Regions from separate parts of the Mus musculus genome. Here all the other regions are linked to region 2. The links are chromatin contacts, called in public promoter capture Hi-C and targeted proximity ligation maps. All regions are on one chromosome and are shown on one strand. The core of a region is the stretch at or near the end of the contact, and the rest is flanking DNA. Distances in the headings are between cores, read along the strand shown. Region 1 has its middle 92 kb from the start of Prkg1. Region 2 holds the start of 9930021J03Rik (RIKEN cDNA 9930021J03 gene). Region 3 holds the start of Cstf2t (cleavage stimulation factor, 3' pre-RNA subunit 2, tau).

Region 1 (2,700 bases), core at 92-2,591, 2.0 Mb after region 2:
TTTAGTGTCTGAATGGCCCCAGTGTTGCTAGCCTACCCTGTCTGTCGTGAGTGCACTGCCTTTCTGGTATCCAGAAGACCGACAGGAAGGCCAGATAACCAGACACTGTCAAGGCAGCAAACCTCAAAGCCTGCTGTTATACTTCAGGAATTTTCCCTGCAGAGATGAGAGAGAGAGAGAGAGAGAGAGAGAGAGAGAGAGAGAGAGAGAGAGAGAGAGAGAGAGAGAGGGAGAGGTGGGTGGGGAGGAGACTGCTGCTGGCTACTTGCCTCACTGTGTCTAGGGGGCAGGGGAGTTTCTTCTAGACTTTGCCCACACTCATCAGGAATAAAGGCTGCCCCCAGATCCACACTTCATTCTCTCTGCACCGTTAGGTTGACTAAAAACTTCTGTCCCTAGCCTAGGGAAAGTATGGATTACTGACCCACGGAACATTTTTATGTATTAACAGTTGCAAGTCGACTTATCACATAATTCTAAAACACCTTTTAAAAAAGACAATTTGTTGCCAAATAGAGCATTGAAATGTGCATCATTCTGAAGTTTTTCTATTTTCCTTCTTGCTGGTGTGAGAAATATCCAGCACAACACTGGGGAAAGTAGTTGGTTGAAGAGACCAAATAAAAAACATTAATTCTAAACTGAATTATTTTTACTAATAGCACAGCGTCCTTTGGCTATTGAATCTCACCAAGACAGACAAAAAGAAAAAAAAAAAAAAAAAAAGCACATTTCTCTTGAGCCTGAGGGGTTCATGTAACAAGCAGTCACACAGTGAATGAAATAGCCTTTTACAGGAAGACTGAGTGACGCTTTCCAAGGGAATATTGATTCAAAAACTCACAGTCTACTAGACATGGCCCAAAATGCATCCCTCAGTGGTCAGTGGGCAAATGATCCTCAGTTCTTTTATGCCCTGAACTGAAAAGCACTTTATGCTTAAGACATCTCCCTGTACTCAAAAAAAAAAAAAAAAAAAGTTTCTTTTCATGCAGTATTTAAACATTCCATTCATTAGAGAGCTCAAACTGTTTGCTATATTGTTGTTTAATTATATTATAGAATTTCAGAATTATCAAGGAGATGGGAACATCTCCTTGATTTGTCTATTAAATGATCTAATTTTTCTCTCAATATTTCCCTTCTTGATTGATTATTTTTTTGTTTTTCCATGGGAGAGAGAGGAGTTGGGGCAGGGGGAGAATTCCATTTATCTCCTCACACATCCACCCATTTTTAAACCAGACTTAGTTGTCCATTATTTCTTCCTATTTCCTCCTTTTCATGAAATATGAGCCCAGAGGCTGCCTCATGGGGGTGGGGGAGGCGGGGTTAGGCATTTCCCTCAGGTGACATCAACTCTCCATGCAAGCTGTCTTGTTTGTCTTGTCTTCAAGAGAAACACTGGAGAGGAATCCACTTGGTTGTTTTAAGCACGTTGCCTTGAATCGTCAATGATCAGAAGTCACTACGTGAATCTTGTTGTTAGGAAAGTAACATAGATAAACACATTTTAAAATTCTCACACTGCCTGTAGGCTCCAACTAGTAAATATTATACCTCTACTGCCATCTTGTGGCGACTGTTGGTATACTGCTCTCCTAAACCTTTCTTCTTCCCAGGTTTTTTATCTTTGTTGGTCATTACAGGGAAGCCTGAAGGCCTCCCAGTCTTACATGGGTGAGCAGATGGTCTGGAGCTTTCTCTAGAAGAAAGGACTTGGTGCATTTCTTTCCCCACATCTAACTCACCCCTCTTTTCACCATGCTTACCCACCCGCCGAAGCAAGCGTCAGTCCTGGAGGAAGGACGAGGCGAGCAGTTCCCTGCTGTTCTGTGGATTCAGCCAGACACAGGCTAGGAGAGGGTGGGCTTCCAACTTATGCTATTTTTTCTTGGGCTTTTATAATCATCTATGGAGTAAAAGTCATAAACCTGAGGAACTCAAAATGTTTTTCCTGAATGGTGTTAATTTAACTTTCAAGTAAACTTGCTTACCGAGTATATTTTATAAACACTAATTTTGTGTCCCCATTTCAATACCCCCAAGCTACTGAGAGACAACTGTGTAAAATACTATCCGAAGATGGGTACAGAGAGAACCCAATTAGACAGAATCCTCTAAAATATGGTATGAGCAAGCAAAACAACAAATATGAAAATGTTACATTTCTCATGGAAAAAAAAAAAAAAAGACTTTAAGACACTATTTCCTAAACCTTGGTTTCACAATATCTATGTAAAACACAATTGTACTTTTCTACTTAAAAAAAAATCTATTAAGCCTTAAAACTTTATTTTAAGCAATATAGCTAGCTACACATGATTCCTGTGTACTAGTCAAATGCTTTCTCTCACTATTTATTAAACTCTAACTATTAATAATATAAAATAAATTCACTTGTACACTTAGAAACCTTCCTATCACAACAATATGAACTAACCAGTACCCCCAGAGCTCGTGTCTCTAGCTGCATATGTAGCAGAAGATGGCCTAGTCGGCCATCATTGGGAAGAGAGGCCCCTTGGTCTTGCAAACTTTATATGCCCCAATACAGGGAAATGCCAGGGCCAAGAAGTGGGCATGGGTGGGTAGGGGAGCAGGGCAGGGGGGGGAGGGTATAGAGGACTTTCAGGATAGCATTTGAAATGTAAATGAAGAAAATACCTAATAAAAAATTGAAGAAAATAAAGGAAACCT
Region 2 (2,700 bases), core at 61-2,560:
TGCTTGAAACCCTCTGTTCTATCTAGCACTGGAAAAAGTCTCCGACAGGCCCACACCATGCAAGTCTAAACTTATGAAAGACGTTGTGTTGGTGCATTCATTTCTTGTCACTGAAAAAAAATTCAATTTCCTCATGAAACGGAAACATTTAATCACACTTAAATTCCAAATGGTTGAAACAGACAGTATGCTCGACTATCATTCCCTACGAGCAACATTATTTTTCTAAAGGTATCTCGCCCCACGTGCCGTTGTAAACTGTCTATAAGTGGCGGGTTCAACTTCCATCCTACAAAAAGGCTTTCGCCTTCTCCGGTAGGTCTTACGTCTTGAACCTTATCTACCTGTTATATCCGAGTTTGGGGTTCTTAGGACAGGGCTACCTTCTCGGCTTTGGCGTGGGTGCCCACCACACCCCTCCGGTCCCGCGCCCAGCGCGGCCGCTCCTCCTCCCGCGGTTCTAGCACCAACTCAGCACCTATCAGCGCCGCCCCCCAGGCCCTGGCCCAGCCCCTTCTCGGACACGTGTGTGGGTGTGTTTGTGTCGGTTTGTCAGTCCCACCGGGGACCCGAGCTCACTTACCGAGAGAGAAGCGCCAACTTCTGCTCCAGCAACATCTCCAGCTTCTGGCCCTGTTTGGAGATCCAGTGGTCGACACCGTGCAAGCGGTAGCAGGTCTCCAGCATCAACCTGAAGTCCGCCACAAACTCCGTGATGCCCCTGTACTGGCCGCTGGAGAACTTCTCCTCCATCTTCAACAGACACATGCCCTGGCTGGGCTGCTGCGGGGGGACGCGACTGCCCCGGCCCCCGCTGCGCCGCCCTTCGGCCACCTCTTCTTCCCCGGCGGCAACGCCCCCCAAGGGCTGCAGGAAAGGGGCGGTGAGGCCGCGGTGCTTCTCCTGCAGGAACTCGCCCAGGATGCGGTAGCCCTGCTGCAGCTCGTAGGTCAGCTCCTGCTCCTTGCAGCCACCGCCTGCGACCACCGTCGTCTCCGACGCCGCCGCTTCCTCCTCCTCGTCCACCGAGGAGGCACTCCTCCGGCGGACCAGCCCCGAGGCCCGGGCCGCCGCTGCCACCACCACCTCTTCCTCGTTCCCTTCTCCGGTCGGCGGTGGCGGCCGCTCCTCCTCCGCGGCCCGCTCCATCTCCCCCGGTGGCTCCGGCACGCTCATGCCCCCGGCAGGCCCAGGCTGGGTCGAGAGGAGCGGCCGCTCCGGGCACCGGGGGACGCGGGAGCGCGGGCCGCTTCCTCAGAGATCCGCGGCGCCGCGCAGCCCCTGCCGCATCGGGCCTTGCTCTCCTCCGTCGCCGGCCGGCCGGGGACCCGCGCGCGCGGGGGTCTCAGGCTCGCGCCCGAGGGGCGGGGTTACATGGCGCGCGGGGGAGGGGGGAGAGGAGAGCTAGGTGCCCTCCTCTCCCCTCCCCCCGGCGGCGCGCGGCCCGCGCCGGCTGCACGCTCCACACCCGGCCCGGCCCGCGGGGCCTCGGCGCCCCACCCCCTCCCGGGCCGACGGGGCGCTGGGAGGGGGCGAGGACTAAGAGGGCTCGGCTCCTTCCCGAGTGGGCCGCAGCCCCGGGCCGCCGCGGCTCCGGCTCCTCCTCTCCCTCACACCCCCTCCCGCCCCTGTCTACCTGCGGGGGGACCCGGGCAGGAGGAGGCGGCGCACGGACCGGGCCGGGCGACGACTGTCAGTTAGAAGCCCCGCTGGGCGGGAGGGGGCGAGGGGAGGGGAGGGGCGGGGAGGAAAGGGGGAGGGCACTCAGCCCCCCCGGCCGGGGAGAGCCGGGGAGAGAGGCGAAGAAAGAGCTGCCTCCGCCATGCCCGGCGCGCATGCGTAGTAGCACGGGATGGCCCCGCCCCGCTACGCGAAAGCCCTGGACTTGGCTCTCCCACAGGCTCGGAGGCCCAGGGTGTGGCGCGGACTAATGATGTCATCAATATGCGGACGTCTGTAAGGGGTGGGGTGGAGGGAGAAACAGAGCGCCTGCGCTGGCGCAGTCTGGAAGGTGAACCATAGACTGAAAGTTTCCTTTTGGTGAGACCCTTACTAGTTCTAAAAATTTTACTGTTAGTTTTCTCAAGGCAGTTACTAGATAACCTTTGTTAACACAAGTGAATAACGAGAGTGAACAAGATTCAATCCTCTCCGTTGTAAAATATTCTTTGTACCTCTCCTTCCTTGTGACTGGGTTTTGTTTTTTACAAAAAAAACAAAAAAAACCCCAGCGTTTAGAAAAGTTTAGAAAGAAAAATTAAGAGCTCCTCAAAAGAAGAGTGGTGGCCTGTAGAACTCTAGTTCTCGAAAGCGAGTCCTGTTTTCTATTGACTTTTAAAAACCGAAAAACACACGAGATCTTAAGTTCGGCTAAGAATTTAAGAGAATGCAATCTCACTAAAAAGTCTCCATATGTCTATTCTAAGCTGTACAGCTTGTCACTGGTGTGGCTTTAAAATCTCGCTACATATTTTTAAATGACTAAAATATGGACTCACTACATTAGTTTACTTGTTGCTTAAAATGACGGGGAAATTAATGAACCCCAAATAGATGTCACAGCTTTCTAATGCACATAATATTCAGACTTAAACTTGCTTGAAACTTGGAATGAAACATAAAACCAAAACTATAGAAATGCATCTTAAACATGATATTCATAACTAAATGGTTGAGATTATCTCACCTTCAAAATGGTTT
Region 3 (2,700 bases), core at 129-2,628, 1.3 Mb after region 2:
CCTGGAAGTATCCCAAGTGCTAGGATTAAAGATGAGCCGCCATGCCTAATTTATGGTGAATGTTTTATTTAATGTTTTAAAACCTTTAAGTATCTCATAGGCCCCACGTGTTGCTTTGTTTGTTGGTTACTGTGTTTTCTTTGACCATCAGGTAAAGATAAGGCTTGTGGTGCTTGCCTCTAATCCCAGCATACACTGGGAGAAGCAGGAGGATTGCAAATTTGAAGACAGCTTAAACTACATACACAGTGAATTTTTCAGGCCAACCTGGGCTGTAGAAGGGCCCTGTATTAAAATAACAAAATTTGTTTTAGTATACCTGATAACTTAATTTATTGAATTAATTGACAACTGAATGTAAAAATATACCATCTACATTAACATAACACATATCTGGGTGTAGTGGCCCACTCCTTTAAGCCCAGCACTTGGAAGGCAGAGGTAGGTGGATCTCTTGAGTTCAACGCCAGCCTCATCTACAGACTAAGTTCTAGGGCAGCCAGGGCTACACAGACAAACTCTGTCTCAAAAAACAAAAACAAAACCAAGAACAAAACAAAATATAAACCATGATATTTTTTGAATTTTTTTCCAAGTTAAAACAGTGAAAATTATGTTTGGTCATTTAAAATAAAATGGCAGTATTTAAAGTACAAAACTGGCAAGAGAAGTGGGCGGTGGTGGTGCACACCTTTAAGCCCAGCGGAGGATTCTGGGAGCTGGAGGTCAGCCTGCGCTCCAGGATAGGACTACATAGAGACCTTGTCTCTAAATAATAAATAAAATCACAACTACTTATATGTGTACAATAAAAGTTTAGTCGATTAATCCAGACTCTGCAGTCATACTTTTTAGTTAATTCCACTTTAGCATTGATGTCAATTAAAATTTGTAAGGGGAGAGAGAAATGATCACACAACAACCTGCGCACACAGAAGATACCAGGGAAGACCCTGGACTTGGTAACAGTTTGAACAAGCCATAGCTTGGGGGCGGGGCTGCGGCTGACAGAAGCGCTATTTTATCTTTGCGATAATTATGTTTAATGTTGTTAAGCTATTTTAAGGGATAAATAACAATATTTTTACCTCATAATATTGGATATAATTTTAAATATTTCTATTATCCTACACTAAACGAAAGCTGTGAAAACACATTAAGCCTTAAATCAGCTTCCGGCTTGCGGTTTCCCGCCGGTGGAACGCAATGAAAACAGCCCCGAGTGTGTGGAAACACAGACGCTGCCGGTTACCCCATGGAAGCCCGATCGGCCATTTTTAATGAGGTCAGTCGTAGTGCATCCTGTGCCCGCAGGAAGCGGGGGCGGGACGCCGGGAAAACTCGACCAATAGGACCATGGAACGGAATCCTGTTGTCAGTAAGTAGGCGCGGACAACCGAGCTCACGGCCCGGGGCGGAAGGCGTTAGATAAATTAGTCCGGTCTCAGGAAGCAGTGTCTGCGGCCTAACGGAACTACAGATTCCTAACAGAAAGGTTTCTGTCCGGAGCTTGCTATCTGCTTCCGTTACAGAGCGGAAGTGTGGTTCGCCAGAGGACGACCCTTAGACGAATTCAATCTCCGCTGTCCTCTCGGCAGCAATCATGTCGAGTTTGGCGGTCAGAGACCCAGCCATGGATCGATCGCTGCGTTCGGTGTTCGTGGGGAACATTCCGTATGAGGCGACGGAGGAGCAGTTAAAGGACATTTTCTCAGAGGTTGGTTCAGTTGTCAGTTTCCGTCTCGTCTACGATAGAGAGACTGGGAAGCCCAAGGGTTATGGCTTCTGCGAGTACCAAGACCAGGAGACTGCGCTCAGTGCCATGCGAAACCTCAATGGGCGAGAGTTTAGTGGGAGAGCGCTTCGGGTGGACAATGCCGCCAGCGAAAAGAACAAGGAGGAGTTAAAGAGCTTAGGCCCGGCGGCCCCCATCATTGACTCCCCCTATGGGGACCCTATCGACCCAGAAGATGCTCCAGAATCGATTACTAGAGCAGTCGCCAGCTTGCCCCCAGAGCAGATGTTTGAGCTCATGAAGCAGATGAAGTTGTGTGTCCAGAACAGTCACCAGGAAGCTCGAAACATGCTACTTCAGAACCCACAGTTGGCGTATGCTTTGCTGCAGGCACAAGTGGTGATGAGAATCATGGATCCAGAGATTGCACTGAAAATTTTGCATCGTAAGATACATGTCACACCACTGATCCCAGGCAAATCTCAGCCGGTCTCTGGGCCTGGCCCTGGTGGGCCTGGGCCTAGTGGGCCTGGCGGCCCTGGCCCCGGCCCTGCCCCTGGCCTCTGCCCGGGACCTAACGTCATGTTGAACCAACAGAATCCTCCTGCCCCTCAGCCTCAGCATCTGCCAAGAAGACCTGTGAAGGACATTCCACCTCTGATGCAGACCTCTATCCAGGGAGGAATTCCAGCTCCGGGGCCAATACCAGCTGCAGTTCCTGGACCTGGACCTGGTTCCTTAACTCCAGGAGGAGCAATGCAGCCACAAGTTGGCATGCCAGTGGTTGGTCCAGTGCCCCTGGAGCGAGGACAGATGCAGATATCAGATCCTAGACCTCCGATGCCTCGTGGACCCATGCCTTCTGGTGGCATACCTCCTCGAGGACTACTGGGAGATGCTCCAAATGACCCACGTGGAGGGACTTTGCTCTCAGTGACTGGAGAAGTAGAGCCCAGGGGCTATAT

Evidence for each region. Promoter capture Hi-C pulls out the DNA fragments that hold promoters and counts their contacts.
Region 1: a promoter capture Hi-C map of cranial neural crest shows a contact between it and region 2. A contact is called at or near these places in 7 of 39 promoter capture datasets (the 3T3-L1 cell line, 3T3-L1-derived adipocytes, the HPC-7 cell line and 3 more) and 2 of 130 datasets of targeted methods (astrocytes and cardiomyocytes).
Region 3: a contact with region 2 is called in a targeted proximity ligation map of astrocytes, with 3 times the contacts expected there. A contact is called at or near these places in 3 of 39 promoter capture datasets (embryonic stem cells, hematopoietic stem and progenitor cells and pre-B cells), 1 of 484 Hi-C or Micro-C datasets (embryonic stem cells) and 1 of 130 datasets of targeted methods (astrocytes).

Annotation. Positions count from the first base shown.
Region 1 is chr19:31,754,785-31,757,484 of GRCm38.p6, forward strand. It overlaps a transcript of Prkg1 not described here. Among named protein-coding and RNA genes, the nearest start is that of Prkg1, 92 kb to the left of the region's middle.
Region 2 is chr19:29,804,699-29,807,398 of GRCm38.p6, forward strand. It overlaps 9930021J03Rik (RIKEN cDNA 9930021J03 gene), which reads right to left and starts at 1,311. Exons shown (of 8, transcript NM_172836.3): 1 at 584-1,311. The coding sequence starts at 1,176.
Region 3 is chr19:31,081,463-31,084,162 of GRCm38.p6, forward strand. It overlaps Cstf2t (cleavage stimulation factor, 3' pre-RNA subunit 2, tau), which reads left to right and starts at 1,379. Exons shown (of 1, transcript NM_031249.2): 1 at 1,379-2,700. The coding sequence starts at 1,604. All of the region lies in intron 3 of Prkg1 (protein kinase, cGMP-dependent, type I), which reads right to left.